2 separate regions of the Rattus norvegicus genome follow, and region 1 is linked to region 2. Evidence: chromatin contacts called from public Hi-C data. All regions are on one chromosome and are shown on one strand. The core of a region is the stretch at or near the end of the contact, and the rest is flanking DNA. Distances in the headings are between cores, read along the strand shown. Region 1 holds the start of Mettl9 (methyltransferase 9, His-X-His N1(pi)-histidine). Region 2 holds the start of Eef2k (eukaryotic elongation factor-2 kinase).

Region 1 (2,794 bases), core at 91-2,590, 180 kb after region 2:
AATATACCAGAATGAGAGAATATGAAGTATTTTGTTATATTCTATGCACATTAGGTAATAAAATATTCTTAATATGGAAAGAAGGCAGAGATTCTTTAACACCTAAAGAGTTTGTGGTAAGGGGTGACATTTCTCATCTCTGGGACACTATTTCATAAATGGAAATCTCATTAATGTAGTGTGATGAAATTAATATAAAGATGAATTGTTTTATACTAAAGAATGTACAGAATCTCTGGTGCTGTCAAATGAAAATCGTGTTTTTCCAAACCTAGGAAGATGTGAGTAGCTGGGCTAGGAAATATGTTACTCTCTAGTTGTAGCTTAGTAACAACAGGAAGTTGAGACACAGGAACCCTCAGTTTAGAAACATTGGGCTTCTTCCCGCTATAAATGATCTAAGAAACATCTGGCTACATCTCCCCAGACTGAGTGCCTGGCCCAACTTCTGTCAGCTCAAGGAAACAAGGAAAGTTGTGGCCTTTGTTGTCGAAAAGTTGTTATTTTCCATCACATTTCACTGAGTGCTCCAGCAGCATCAGCTTCCAACAAAGCAGAGCTTCCATTCATGAAGGCTTCATGTGAAGACCTGTGACAGCAGCTCCTCAGGCTTAGGAATGCTGGGGCTGGGAGTAGCAGTGAGGTCCTTTTTCCCCTAGATTCTCCGCTACCGGGTGGTTTTTTGAGTTGGGAGTCAGGTTCGCTGACCCCAGACAGAATTATTAAATAGACATGACTGTAGCAAGAAGGGCAGCGCTGGTCTGTCGAATTAAGCTGGGTCTGAGTGTATCACGACTCGGGAAAGGGATGAGGTCCCTTCGTCCTCGAGTCAGTGTGAACATTTAGGTCAAAGGAGTAGTCGAGGGGCCCATTGGGTAGTTATTACTAAGGCAAGGAAAGACCGGAAGTCCTGCAGGCCCTCCTCGGAGCGTCAAGAGTCCAGTAACCCCTGTAAGAAGTCTCCCCCAACCTTCCGCCATTATGAGTCCAGGCGGCGCCACGGAGAACGTATACGCCCTTTCTTCCACCTCCCGGGCCTCCCCGTCTCCGCTCATTGGGCAGGGAGAACGCCCCTCCTGCATTTGTACGTGCACCGGGTGGAAACCGGAGCTGGAGTCCTTGGCGTTCCGGGTCGGGAAGGGCCGCGGGGGACGTGAGAAGGCCGTGCGCCTGCCGCTCCTCCCACCTCCCCGCCTCGGCCCCGAAGGGGGCTGCACGGGCGACTTGGCGGCGATGGCTCGAGCTCCGGCGGCGACGACGGTGGCCGGAGGCGGCGGCTCCTCCTCCTCCTCCTGGGCTTGGGCCCGGCGGTGATCCGAGCTGGCGGCCGCGGCCCCCCGATGAGACTGTTGGCGGGCTGGCTGTGCCTGAGCCTGGCGTCCGTGTGGCTGGCGCGGAGGATGTGGACGCTGCGGAGCCCGCTCTCCCGCTCTCTGTACGTGAACATGACTAGCGGCCCTGGCGGGCCAGCGGCGGCCACGGGCGGCGGGAAGGACACGCACCAGGTACTGGGCCGCGGCCCTGCGGAGCGGGGGCGTGGCGCTCGGCCTTCCCGCGCTCGGCCGGGCCATTGTGCGGGGCGGCGCGCGCGGGCCTCGGCCCCAGCCTCTCACAAACTTTTCCGGGCCCGGGCGCTGGCCCAGCGGCGCCTTTTGTTTGGCGGCGCGGGCGGGGGACAGCCTTTGCTGCCTGGCTCCCCAGGCCCCAGCGTGGGCGCCCCGGAGCCCCGCATTGTTCCAGGCCGTCCGCCGCGTCCTCGCCGGGCGTCCGCGTCTGGCCTCCGGACCCGAGCAACTTTGGGGTGGGCCACACAACTGGCACAGGGGCCTGAGCAGAAAACCGCCCCAGCCCTCCTCTCCCTCAGAGGAACAAAACCCGAAAGCCGGTCTCTTTTTGTCTAGCCGACTCTCTGGATATACAAAGGGTTATAAAGACATTTAACTGGGCCTCGTGAACGTTTCGACTGACATTTCCCCGAAGCACTTAAAAAATGTGTTTGACAGGTCTGGGCTCCCAGCCTAGGAACCCTCCTCCCCCTCTGCCTATGAGACGTGTCCTTTAAACTTGGGTTTAGTTAGCTGACCAGAAAGGTTGGAAGGAGGAGCAAGATGATGCAAGCTTTAGAGGGAGAGGTTTTTACAATCTGAACTTTACAGCTGTGAATTCCTGTAGTTATGGATTGTGAGCCGTGGTGGGGTGCGGAGGGGAGGGGGGGTTCTACCAGTAGGATGGGTTTGGATGGTCTTTTCCTTAGCTATTTCTACCACTTAAAGAAACATACATGGGTCAGCTGTTGAATTAAGAGGGAGATATTTGACTGTAAGTAGTTTGTGGTTAACCTTGCAGTCACAGAAGAGAAGAAGCCTTTGAATTTAGACAAACTTTGGGCTTCTAAATGCCCGAGTTTAGTACATCTTGTTTTACAGAGAGATGTAAGGAATTATTCCTCGTGTCATTTGAACCTCACCTTTTTATGTATAAAAGTAGCATTATGGTTTTATTTGCTAAGTACTGGGTTGTGTTGTTTTTTATGATGTTGGGATGGAACTCAGGTCCTGGAAACTTGATCAATACTCAGACTTCATTTTCTATTTTGGAAGGAATCCTAGATTTACATTATTTTAAATTCCCTAGTGATCGTGGTGTTTTAGATGACCTTTATGTGGGTCTGTTGGGAGTGCATATAAACTTAGTATACAATCTTAAATTGTATAACCATGCTTTTTGCCACGGACTATTTTATGGTGGCTCAGTGTCATAGAGACAACTCTGAAGTACTACACTGGTAATTATA
Region 2 (3,080 bases), core at 135-2,634:
ACAGTGAGTTTCCACAACAGTCAGAGCTGTGTAGAAAGGCCCTGGCTCAGGAAAGAAGTGGGAGGAGTCAATTTTTTGCAGGGAATGTTCATGCTATCAGGTCTGAAGCCCTGACTTCCCCAGGAGAACAGGTTTACTGCTCTCAATCACCAAAGAGTTTATAGGGCACAGACCTATAAAGATCTGGACTAAACCTTGCCTCTGCCACTTACCCACTTACTGTGTAAGCTTGGAAAAGTCATTTTCCTAGCCTGAGTTCTGTGCACTAAGTGGAGGACAGCTGAGAAGGTCATGATGAGAGTTAGGAGGAGCAATTGTACTCCTTTTGTTACCAGTAACACAATATTACAGACCGTCAGGTGCTGTGATAAAACACCATGGCAAAAGCAACCTGGGGAGGAAAGGGTTTATTTCGGCTTATAGCATACAGTCAGTCTGTCCTGAAGGGAAGTCAGGGCAGGCACCTGAGGCAGGAACTGAAGCAGAGAACACTGGGGACCCCTGCTTATTGGCTTGCTTTGCCTGCTTGCTTAGAGTATACCCAGAAGTACCTGCCCAGGGGTGGCACCGCCCACAGTGAGCTGGACCCTTCCAAATCAATCATCAATTAAGAAAATGGCCCACAGGCCAATCTCTTGGAGGCATTTTCTCAGTTGACGTTTTCTCTTTCCAGATGACCTGGGTTTGTGTCAAATTGTCAAATATAAATGGCACAGACTAGATGAACTCCCTCTGTAGACCAGGCTGGCCTCAAACTCACGAAGTTTCTTCTGCTTCTGCCTCCTGAGTCCTAGGATGTGCCACCACTGCCCGGCCCTGATGAAGATATTAAGTAAAAATGACAGAAATATTTGGAATTGTCAAACATTAAACATTAAATTTAAACCAAATATATATTTATATAAACATTAAATTTAAACAAAATTATAGGTTATATATATTGTTCACATATTTATAATTTTACACTTATATTTATAAATTTGTATATTCTATGTAAATATTAAATACATATATGCTTACCATGAATTTGGATTCTTTGAGTTTTCAACACAATTTTTGTTGTTTCACCCTCTCCTGCATTCCCCCTCCCTCTCTTGGAAAGTGTCTTAAGTTTCTTCAAAACAGAAGTCGAGAAATTCTAAAGATTTTCTGATAAAAGCCTTTTAGGCTATTGCTCGGAAAAGAGACTCACGCGGCACAGTAACCGGCTTTAGACCCAAACGCTCAGGAAGCGTTCAACAGGCGGGGGAGCCAAAAGAACGCGGCGGCTGCAGGGCTGCAGGGAGGTGATGGCCACCCGGGGCAGCCACGTGAGCCCGGGCGTGCGCCCCGTACGTCGGTCCCGCCCCAGCTCTGGTCCCAGCCTCCGGCTCCAACCCCAGCCACAACAGCCCCAGCTCCAGCCGGCGCTCCGCTCCAGCGCTCGGACGTCTCCAGGCACCCCACTGCGGCTGCGGGCCTGGCTCTCTGTCGCGTGCGCTCGTACCCCAGGATTCTCCTCCCGCCCTGCACCCTGGAGCGTCCGGCCGCCAGCCTCTGCCAGCTCCTCGGGATCCTTGCGGCCGTGGGCAGCGGCTGTCGCGCCTGTCCCACTTTGGGAGGTAGGTGACCGGGCTGGATGGGGAGCCCGCGCCTCCAGCTGCAGTGGCCCCCCGAAAGGAGCTTCTTTGGTTGCAGAGCTTCCGCGGGGCTCAGTATTTGCGCCTATAAAGAAAAGAATGAAAGACGCTGGCAAGCGATGGGCGGGCGCCGTTCGGGTTGCACCAGGCAGCGCACGCGGGCTTCCGCCAGGGTCTCTCCTTCGTGTCTCGGAGAACCCGCCTGTCCCTCTGAAGCGCTCAAGCAGCATTCCCCTCACGAGGTTCCCCCACACTAGAGGCCTGTGCGAGCCTCAGTCGAGGAATCTCGAGATCTGTGCAGCATACGCCCTTGCAGCATTGTTGTTGAGGGAGTTGGGGTGTTGGCAGGCGTTGGAGACTTGTGCGCCAAGGGGCTGAGCATTCATATGCAGTTGGTGGCGCGGGGGCGGGGACCTCCCGGGTAAGCCTCGGGCCAAATCTAGCTTGTGTCTGTTAAGGGAATTGCGGGGAACCTGCCCAGCTGCGCCCTGTGTGTGACTGATCGCGTGTATTTCGGAGGAGTGAGATCTGACTTGGGGATTCTCCTTGGGGGCGCTGGGACCACTGAACAGATTTTACGGAGGAGAACGCCGAGGTCCAAAGAGGCCCCCAGACCCACGGAGGCTAGGTAGGGAATGTAGAGTAAGTAAACTAGGACTCTGAGTGTGGGGGTTAAGAGTGAAATTTTGGGAAGACTTCCCGGAGAAGGTGCTGTTTGCGCGGTGAGGAGGATGAAACCAATGGAAGGAGAGGGCCCAGGCCGTGTTCAAACCTCGACCTTAGACAGCTCTTCATCCTTCTCTGCGGCGGCAACAGTTCCCGGGAAAGGAAAGGCAGGCGGGAGCTAGAAAGGGGCTGGGGTGGGGGTCGGCTCTTTGTTCCAAATACCTAGGTTCTTTTGAAATACCAGGGTCAGAGCGCGTTAGCTGTCACTTTCCTGAATGACTCTTGCCACGCTGTTTCACAAACATATTTTCAAACCTTTTACCCTGCACTGGTCAGACTCAAGAGGTCTTGTCACCTACAGCGCTAGCAGCTGTTAATTTACGCCTGGGAACCTCGTGTAGGAACGTAGGGTGCCCAGAGAACCGAGCTGTTGTTCGGGGCTCCTTCTCTACCTTAATTTCTATTGTGAAGAAGAACTTCAGGACCAGCATAGCAACCAAGTAGTAACAGCTTTGGGGAGGCTTTAGGTGGAAGGAGAGGAGGTATCTTATGAGGCAGCTGCAGGAATCAGTTACTCAGGATCCCAGGGTGCCACAGTGTGCACACCTGGGATGATCCTGGCTTTGAGCCTTAAGCTTGTTGGATGAGGGACTGTGTGGGGGAGGGGAGCATGGCCGGCTAGGTGGAGAGCACTCTCCCCTGAGGTGAAAGGGAAAAGAGCTCCTGGGGACTCAGTTGCCCTGGCCTTGTATCTGGTGGACACAACCATGCCACACCATCTCCTGGGGATCCAGC

What was found. A called contact is a pair of places that touch in the nucleus more often than the background predicts.
Region 1: a contact with region 2 is called in a Hi-C map of liver, with 2.3 times the contacts expected there. The contact joins the promoter of Mettl9 here to the promoter of Eef2k in region 2. A contact is called at or near these places in 2 of 12 Hi-C or Micro-C datasets (both in liver).

Annotation. Positions count from the first base shown.
Region 1 is chr1:185,007,976-185,010,769 of GRCr8, forward strand. It overlaps Mettl9 (methyltransferase 9, His-X-His N1(pi)-histidine), which reads left to right and starts at 1,341. Exons shown (of 5, transcript NM_001163164.1): 1 at 1,341-1,505. The coding sequence starts at 1,341.
Region 2 is chr1:184,823,036-184,826,115 of GRCr8, forward strand. Eef2k (eukaryotic elongation factor-2 kinase) reads left to right here and starts at 1,385. Exons shown (of 18, transcript NM_012947.3): 1 at 1,385-1,601. LOC102556194 reads right to left here and starts at 1,988. Exons shown (of 2, transcript XM_063279604.1): 1 at 1,021-1,988; 2 at 393-816. The coding sequence starts at 1,849. The coding sequence ends at 1,211.